2 separate regions of the Sus scrofa genome follow, and region 1 is linked to region 2. The links are chromatin contacts, called in public promoter capture Hi-C maps. All regions are on one chromosome and are shown on one strand. Each heading gives the region's core, a stretch centred on a gene start, on an enhancer-like site or on the middle of the called end of the contact. The rest is flanking DNA. Distances are from core to core; before and after follow the strand shown. Region 1 holds the start of MED19 (mediator of RNA polymerase II transcription subunit 19). Region 2 holds the start of CCDC86 (coiled-coil domain-containing protein 86).

Region 1 (2,940 bases), core at 292-2,791, 2.3 Mb before region 2:
AGGACAACACTGGATCCTTAACCCACTGAGTGAGGCTAGGGATCAAACCCACAACCTCATGCTTCCTAGTCGGATTCATTTCTGCTGTGCTATGACGGGAACTCCCCCACTTTGCTTCCTTAATAGAGCTGCTCGAATGATTGAAAATAAGCAAATAAGTTAGAAGTTAGATCACTTCAGACTCTTGTGTCAAAATGGTTCCCCCTGAACTTAAAATGTCTTATAGAGGCCTCTGCCTACTCTCCCACCTTCATCTCCTATCGCTCTTTCCCTGTTCACTTCCCCGGAGTGCAAGTGGTTTTCTGTCCCTCAAATATTCAAGGTTATTCTCACATTGGGCCTTCTAATCTCATTTTTTGTATCTAGAGTTCTCTCTCCTCCCACTCATAAATGGCTAGCTCTTCCTTTGTGCTTATATTTTAGCTCTAATGTTATCTACTCAGAAAGGGCTCTCCTGATCACTCTAGCTAAAGCAGTTCTGCCCCCTCAATTCTTTATCACATTTCCCCCTTGTAGCCATAACCACTATCTGATACTATCTGTTTATCCGCAGATATCTGTTTATCACTCTTTGACTCCTCCACTGGCAGGTAAACTCCCAAACAGGCAAGGATCTTGTCAGTTTTGTTCACAGCTGTATCTTCAGCAATTGGAAGAGTGCTTGGTACACAGAGTGGGTGCGCAACAAAATAATTTTTTGAATGAAAGAACCTGGTTTAATTCTAATCACTTCTTCGAACACATTTTGAAACCCCGAGGCCCAGAGGAAGAAAGACAACATGTCCCAAACCAACAGGAAGTTTGAAGCAGATCTGGAACTGGGTCCGCAGGGATGTTAAATCAGGACCCTCAAATACCAAACTCAAAGCTAGGATAATCTTTAGGGAGTCAAAAACCAGCGTCAGGGGCAGGATCGGGCGTGAAAGGTGGTCAGGGAGATCCACTCTCTTCCCACCCCTAATCCATCCCAATTCCAATCATTCTTTCGGTTGTGAATCCTCAGAACCTCTTCTAGTATAGTGTTCCGAAATCGCGCCACGCGTTGCCTAGGTTACCCCTCACCCCAGTCGGAAGGCTGAGAGCCACGCCCCGCCTCTCCTCGCTATGATCTGATTGGCTGGCTTTGACCAGGCCTTGTACTCACCCGGCAGTTCCCGCATTAGGTAGAAGGGGCCACAACCGGCCGCTGACTTGTCGGAGCCGGGAGCGGCTGTGGCCGCGGTAGAGGGCGGGGCGGGGCCCGGCCCCCCGCCCGGAGGAGGAGGCGGTGGGGGTGGAGGTTTTCCAGGTCCGAAGCCAAGTGCGGTCGGGGGCGGTGGTGGGTCAGCCTGAGCTCCGAACAGCGCCGTGAAATTCTCCATCGCCTCCTCCGCCCCGGCGCTGTCTCGGTGTCTGGCGTTGGTGACGTTCATTGGTCAATCTTTTCACAGAGTACCGCCCTCCTCTTTCAGGAGCCTCTCACCATTGGGTTGCCTCGGGCCCTTCCTACCTTCTTCCTGCAACTACTTCCGTCGCCTTCTGAGAACGTTCCGGAAGTACTATTTAACTTTATTTAAATTCTCCTGTATCTCCTACTTGCCGCAGTCGCATATGTCCAATAAAACGATTTAGGTGGAAAAAAAGACAGCTAGATTAGCCAATAAAATATCAAAGCCCTTTCTCCATTTTTAACCTGACGCAGAAGCCAGTCAGAGATCTGCTTCCGGATCTAGAGGCGGTGCATCCGAGACTAGGCCCAATGGAAGCACAATGATGGGAGAGGCGGGACCAGGCTCACGGACTCCGTGGAGCGGCTGGCGCCGCTAGAGCCGGGAAGATGGCGGTTCTCGCGCCTTTAATTGCTCTTATTTATTCGATACCTCGACTATCACGATGGCTGGCCCGACCTTACTACCTTCTGTCAGCCCTCCTCTCTGCTGCCTTCCTACTCGTGAGGAAGCTGCCCCCTGTCTGCTACAATCTCCCCACGCAACGCGAAGACGGCAACCCGTGTGACTTTGACTGGGTGAGCGACCCCCCGCCTTAGGACCCCGCGACCTTGACACCCTGTCCTAGGTTGCATCTACGAGATGCGAGGTTCACCTGTTTGAGAACACCTGAGGTTCCCAACCTGTAGCGGACTTAAGCTATTAAGAATCTAGAGCCTGGGCGGTCGTCGAGTGTAAACCTCTTCACGTTTAAGATGGGAATACAGCGAGTTAGCCTGCCGGGGTCTTCTGACTCCTGAGTCCAAGGTCCTTTCCGTCTCACAATTCGTACCTACCCAAACGAGGCATCTGCACTGTTTTACAGTGCTGCTCTCGTTATGTAAAGCCTCTTGAGGAATCAGTGAGGTAAACAAGGCAAGTAGTAGTAATCTCGTTTCACTGATGAAGAAATTGATCTCGGCGTAGTTAGGAGACTTGTCCAAGGTCACACAACTAGTGAGTGGCTGGGACTTGAAACCACTCTTCTGGCCAAAGCAGCAGCACCATCAGTCATTTTAATTCAGTTAACAACTGCAGAGGGAGGACTGTATGCTAGGCACTGTGCTGCATCCTGAGAATGTAAAAATGAATAAAGTTTTAGGCCTATTGAAATGGAATTGTAAAAAAAATTCATTGTAAAGAAATCAATCTGAACTCTCTTGCAGTACTTCCTAAGTAGAAGTGGAAGGACCACTCAGAAAAATAAGATGAAGTTCTGTGCCCCCTTCTGTATAGCTGAATCTGTGTTACGAGGAAGGAGGGCCTTCCTGAGTTTTTGTCTTTTTTTTTTTCCAGGTCCCAGAATGAGTCTTGACTTTTGACAGAACTTACTTCCTTACTTTTATTCTCCTTCCCTTGTTTACTTTTTCGTACTTCCGCCGTTCTTTCCCAGTGTTATTAAGTAGCTCATGTATAGCTGTGGTGCTTCAAAAGATCCATTTGGGGGGCAGGGGGGCGAACCTGCGGGGTATGG
Region 2 (3,247 bases), core at 730-3,229:
AAGTATTTTATTTTTATTTCATTTTATTTTTTGCTTTTTCAGGGCCATACCTGAGGCATATGGAAGTTCCCAGGCTAGGGGTCCAATTGGAGCTACAGCTGCCAAGCCTATACGACAGCCACAGCAATGCCAGATCCAAGCCTCATCTGCATCCTACACCACAGCTCACAGCACTGGCAGATCCTTAACCCACTGAGCTGAGGCCAGGGGTCAAACCCGCATCCTCATGGATACTAGTCAGATTCATTTCTGCTACACCACAATGGGAACTCCCTTTGAAGTATTTTAAGCAGAACCAAGATACAATCCAATTGGCATCTGAGAGTGGTCCCTCCAGCTGAGGCTGGGAGCTCAGGAAGTGAGGACAGCTGAGGGGACCTGGGGCAGGGTGGGGCAGTGCAGTGGCATGTAATCTCCTCCACAGCCCTGGTAACGCCTGCCCGGTGTGGTTTGGCATAGCCTCCAGGCTGGGGCAGGGAATTAGGGAACTGAGAATTGAGGGTTGGAAGACATGGGTGAGGAAGCGTTTGAGCTGCTTCTGCAGTGGGGACCTGCACCGCTGTGCTGGGGCACCGAGACATAGCCTCCTTGCAGAGGCTTCTTTGGTCCAGGAGCAAGGGGCATGAGGGCACTGAGCCTGTGGGTGGAGCCCCTGAAAGTGGCCCGGAAGGGAGGGACTGACACGGGATTACAGCACAGGGATGCAACTTTCTGACAACAGGGAAGGGTAGTGGAGTAGCAGAGCCAGCGCCTAACCCTTAAGTACCCTTGGGATTTCAAAACGCTAGATTCATCAAGATATGTTGTGGATGCCGTGTGGCACCAGCCAAGGGGTGAGAGGTCTTAAAGGATCCTCAATCCACTTTTCCATCCTCCAGGAACCTTGCCTATGTTTTCCTCCTCCTCATCTCCTCTTGATCAGCAGTCAAGTCACCTTGCACCCCATCTGACAGTTGGAAGAGTGACTCGGCAGGTGGGAGCTGAGCTCAGTGCTGAGGGCCCTGGCTGTCTGCCTGGCCTTCCTCCTCTGCCCCCTGAGCACCTCTGGACAACTTCCCAGGCCCACGCATAACCCCTCAGCTGAAGAAACAATAGTGTCTAAAAGAAGCTGCTGGGACAGCGGAACCAGGACCCTGGGATGCCTAAGCGCCATCCCCAGGAAGTTCCAAAAATACACTAGGGAAGAGCTGGGGTACATTTGGGCAACTGCCAAGATGTTCTTCCTAAGAAAGGCGTCTGCTCTGAGTGACTCAAAGCCCCCAACTGGGTGTCACGCAAAGGAGGGAGGAGACAAGTTCACATACTAGGGCAAGGACCGCTGTCTTGGCTGAAATAAAACCCAGAGACAATCCGACCTCTGTTTCTAGAACTAGGGCAGAAGGGGTACCAGAAAAGGTGTGCAGAGGGGCTGAGGGCCTGGGCATGCCGCAGATGGTGCATTTTACCCATACTCCAACTTCATGCAGAAAGCTGAAAATGTTGCAAAGGAGAGCCATCGATTTTACATTTAGGCATAGGATGGGAGAAGAGAAAGCAAGGATTACTTTTAACACTGGGCTTAAGAAATTTCCCACCTTCAGGATCTGCCAAGTAGCATTCACCCTGGCAGTCAGGATGCTTTGGCAGGATCATTTTATATACACTAAACTAGTGTAAAAGCACCCGTGTTACAAATGAGAGAACTGAGGCACAAACTGGGTAGGACCCCTAACTGCAGAGGAGTTACTGGCAGTTTTCACCCAGCCTTGCCTACGAGCTCCCTGGATCTTTTCCCAATCCTCTTCTCTCCCGAAAACAGGACCCCTTTTCCTTCCTCCACCGGCACACTCTTTTTCCCCGGAGACTGGGTTCGCAGGAATGACAAACCCCGATCTGAAGCTGACATTCCTTCATCAATCGCGTGTAAACGTGCCAAAACGCTTTGCGCATGCGCCTAGTAAACCCAGGCCCCGCCCGCCCCGGACTCCTCTGTACCCGCCTATCTGCCCATCACCAACATGGCCTCCGCAGCAACAGCCCCTCCTGCCCTACACAGACGTGGCGTCTCCTGACGTCATAGGACGGCGCCGGGAGTCCCAGAAGCTGCACGTGGGCTTGGATTTAGAAACTCTGGCGGTGCCATGGATACACCTCTCAGGCGCAGTCGGCGGCTGGAAGGACTAAAGCCTGAATCCCCCGAGAACCCCACCCCAGTTTTGCAGGCGAGACGGGCCCTTGTGGAGCTCGAGTCGCACCCAGAAGAAGCGAGGGAGCCCGGGTCTCCTCGGAATGTGCAGCCACCAGGTTTGGGGTCCCCCAGACGTCAGTCAGAGACAGCTCCAGTTTCACCCAGTCTACAGGAAGGGGCAGGCTTGGGGTCCTCCCAGAGACAGCCAGAGCCGGGCCCAGGGTCCCCCCAGCGTCAGCGAGATCCGGGTCTGGAGTCTTCCCAAAGGCAGCCGGAATCGAGTCCTGAAACCCCAGGACTTCAGTCAAAGCCAAATGGGGAGTCACCAAAGTTCTCCCAGGACCAAGAAGCGGATTCGGAGTTGGCCGGGAGTAAGGCGGAGCAGACCCCGGAGTCTCCCCAACATCAGCTGCAGTTGGGCCCAGGGTCACTAGAGCCTTACCCCGGTCAGCAAGCGCCGGATCTGGAGCCCTCGCAGCCACTACAGGAGCTGCCACTGCAGGAGCTGCCACTCCAGTCACCCGGTTCCCCACAGGATCAGAACGAGCCAAGCAAGCCAGCTCCATCCAGGGAAAGGGGGAGAGACGTCCTCGGGCCAAAGAAGCGAGAAAGTTCTTCAGTCCAGGCCCCAGCGTCCAAAAAGCAGAAGAAAGAGGAGGTTCCTGTTATCCCGAAGGGGAAGCCCAAGTCTGGGCGAGTGTGGAAGGACCGCTCAAAGAAGAGGTGAAGTAGGCGACACCTGGGCGGGCATGGGGTTCTGTGTGGTGCTTGGGCCTGGGCACAACCTGGGGATAGCCCCCTGGGTTGGAGAGCGCTCACAAAAGTGGGGGTGTCACACAAACAGGTAATTATAATCAGAATGTGGTAAGATGCACCGGGATGTTGGGGAGGAATGCCCTCAGTGGACCTCTTCTCATCTGTGTGTTCATTCAACACACATTTACCCTCGACTCTGCCCTCTCTAATAAGGAGGCAGAAGCAAGTAAAACAGTATTTACCATTATGTTACATTTTTTTGCCTTTTTAATAAAAGGCATTACCAAGTACTGACAATATAGAAAGCTGCTAAGCCCTCTAGTA

What was found. Promoter capture Hi-C pulls out the DNA fragments that hold promoters and counts their contacts.
Region 1: a promoter capture Hi-C map of liver shows a contact between it and region 2, with 4 times the contacts expected there. The contact joins the promoter of MED19 here to the promoter of CCDC86 in region 2. A contact is called at or near these places in 1 of 5 promoter capture datasets (liver) and 1 of 47 Hi-C or Micro-C datasets (liver).

What each region holds. Positions count from the first base shown.
Region 1 is chr2:13,239,912-13,242,851 of Sscrofa11.1, reverse strand. It overlaps MED19 (mediator of RNA polymerase II transcription subunit 19), which reads right to left and starts at 1,541. Exons shown (of 5, transcript XM_003122715.5): 1 at 1,145-1,541. The coding sequence starts at 1,412. It overlaps TMX2 (thioredoxin-related transmembrane protein 2), which reads left to right and starts at 1,582. Exons shown (of 8, transcript XM_005660896.3): 1 at 1,582-2,005. The coding sequence starts at 1,817.
Region 2 is chr2:10,904,928-10,908,174 of Sscrofa11.1, reverse strand. CCDC86 (coiled-coil domain-containing protein 86) reads left to right here and starts at 1,979. Exons shown (of 4, transcript XM_003122668.4): 1 at 1,979-2,890. The coding sequence starts at 2,121.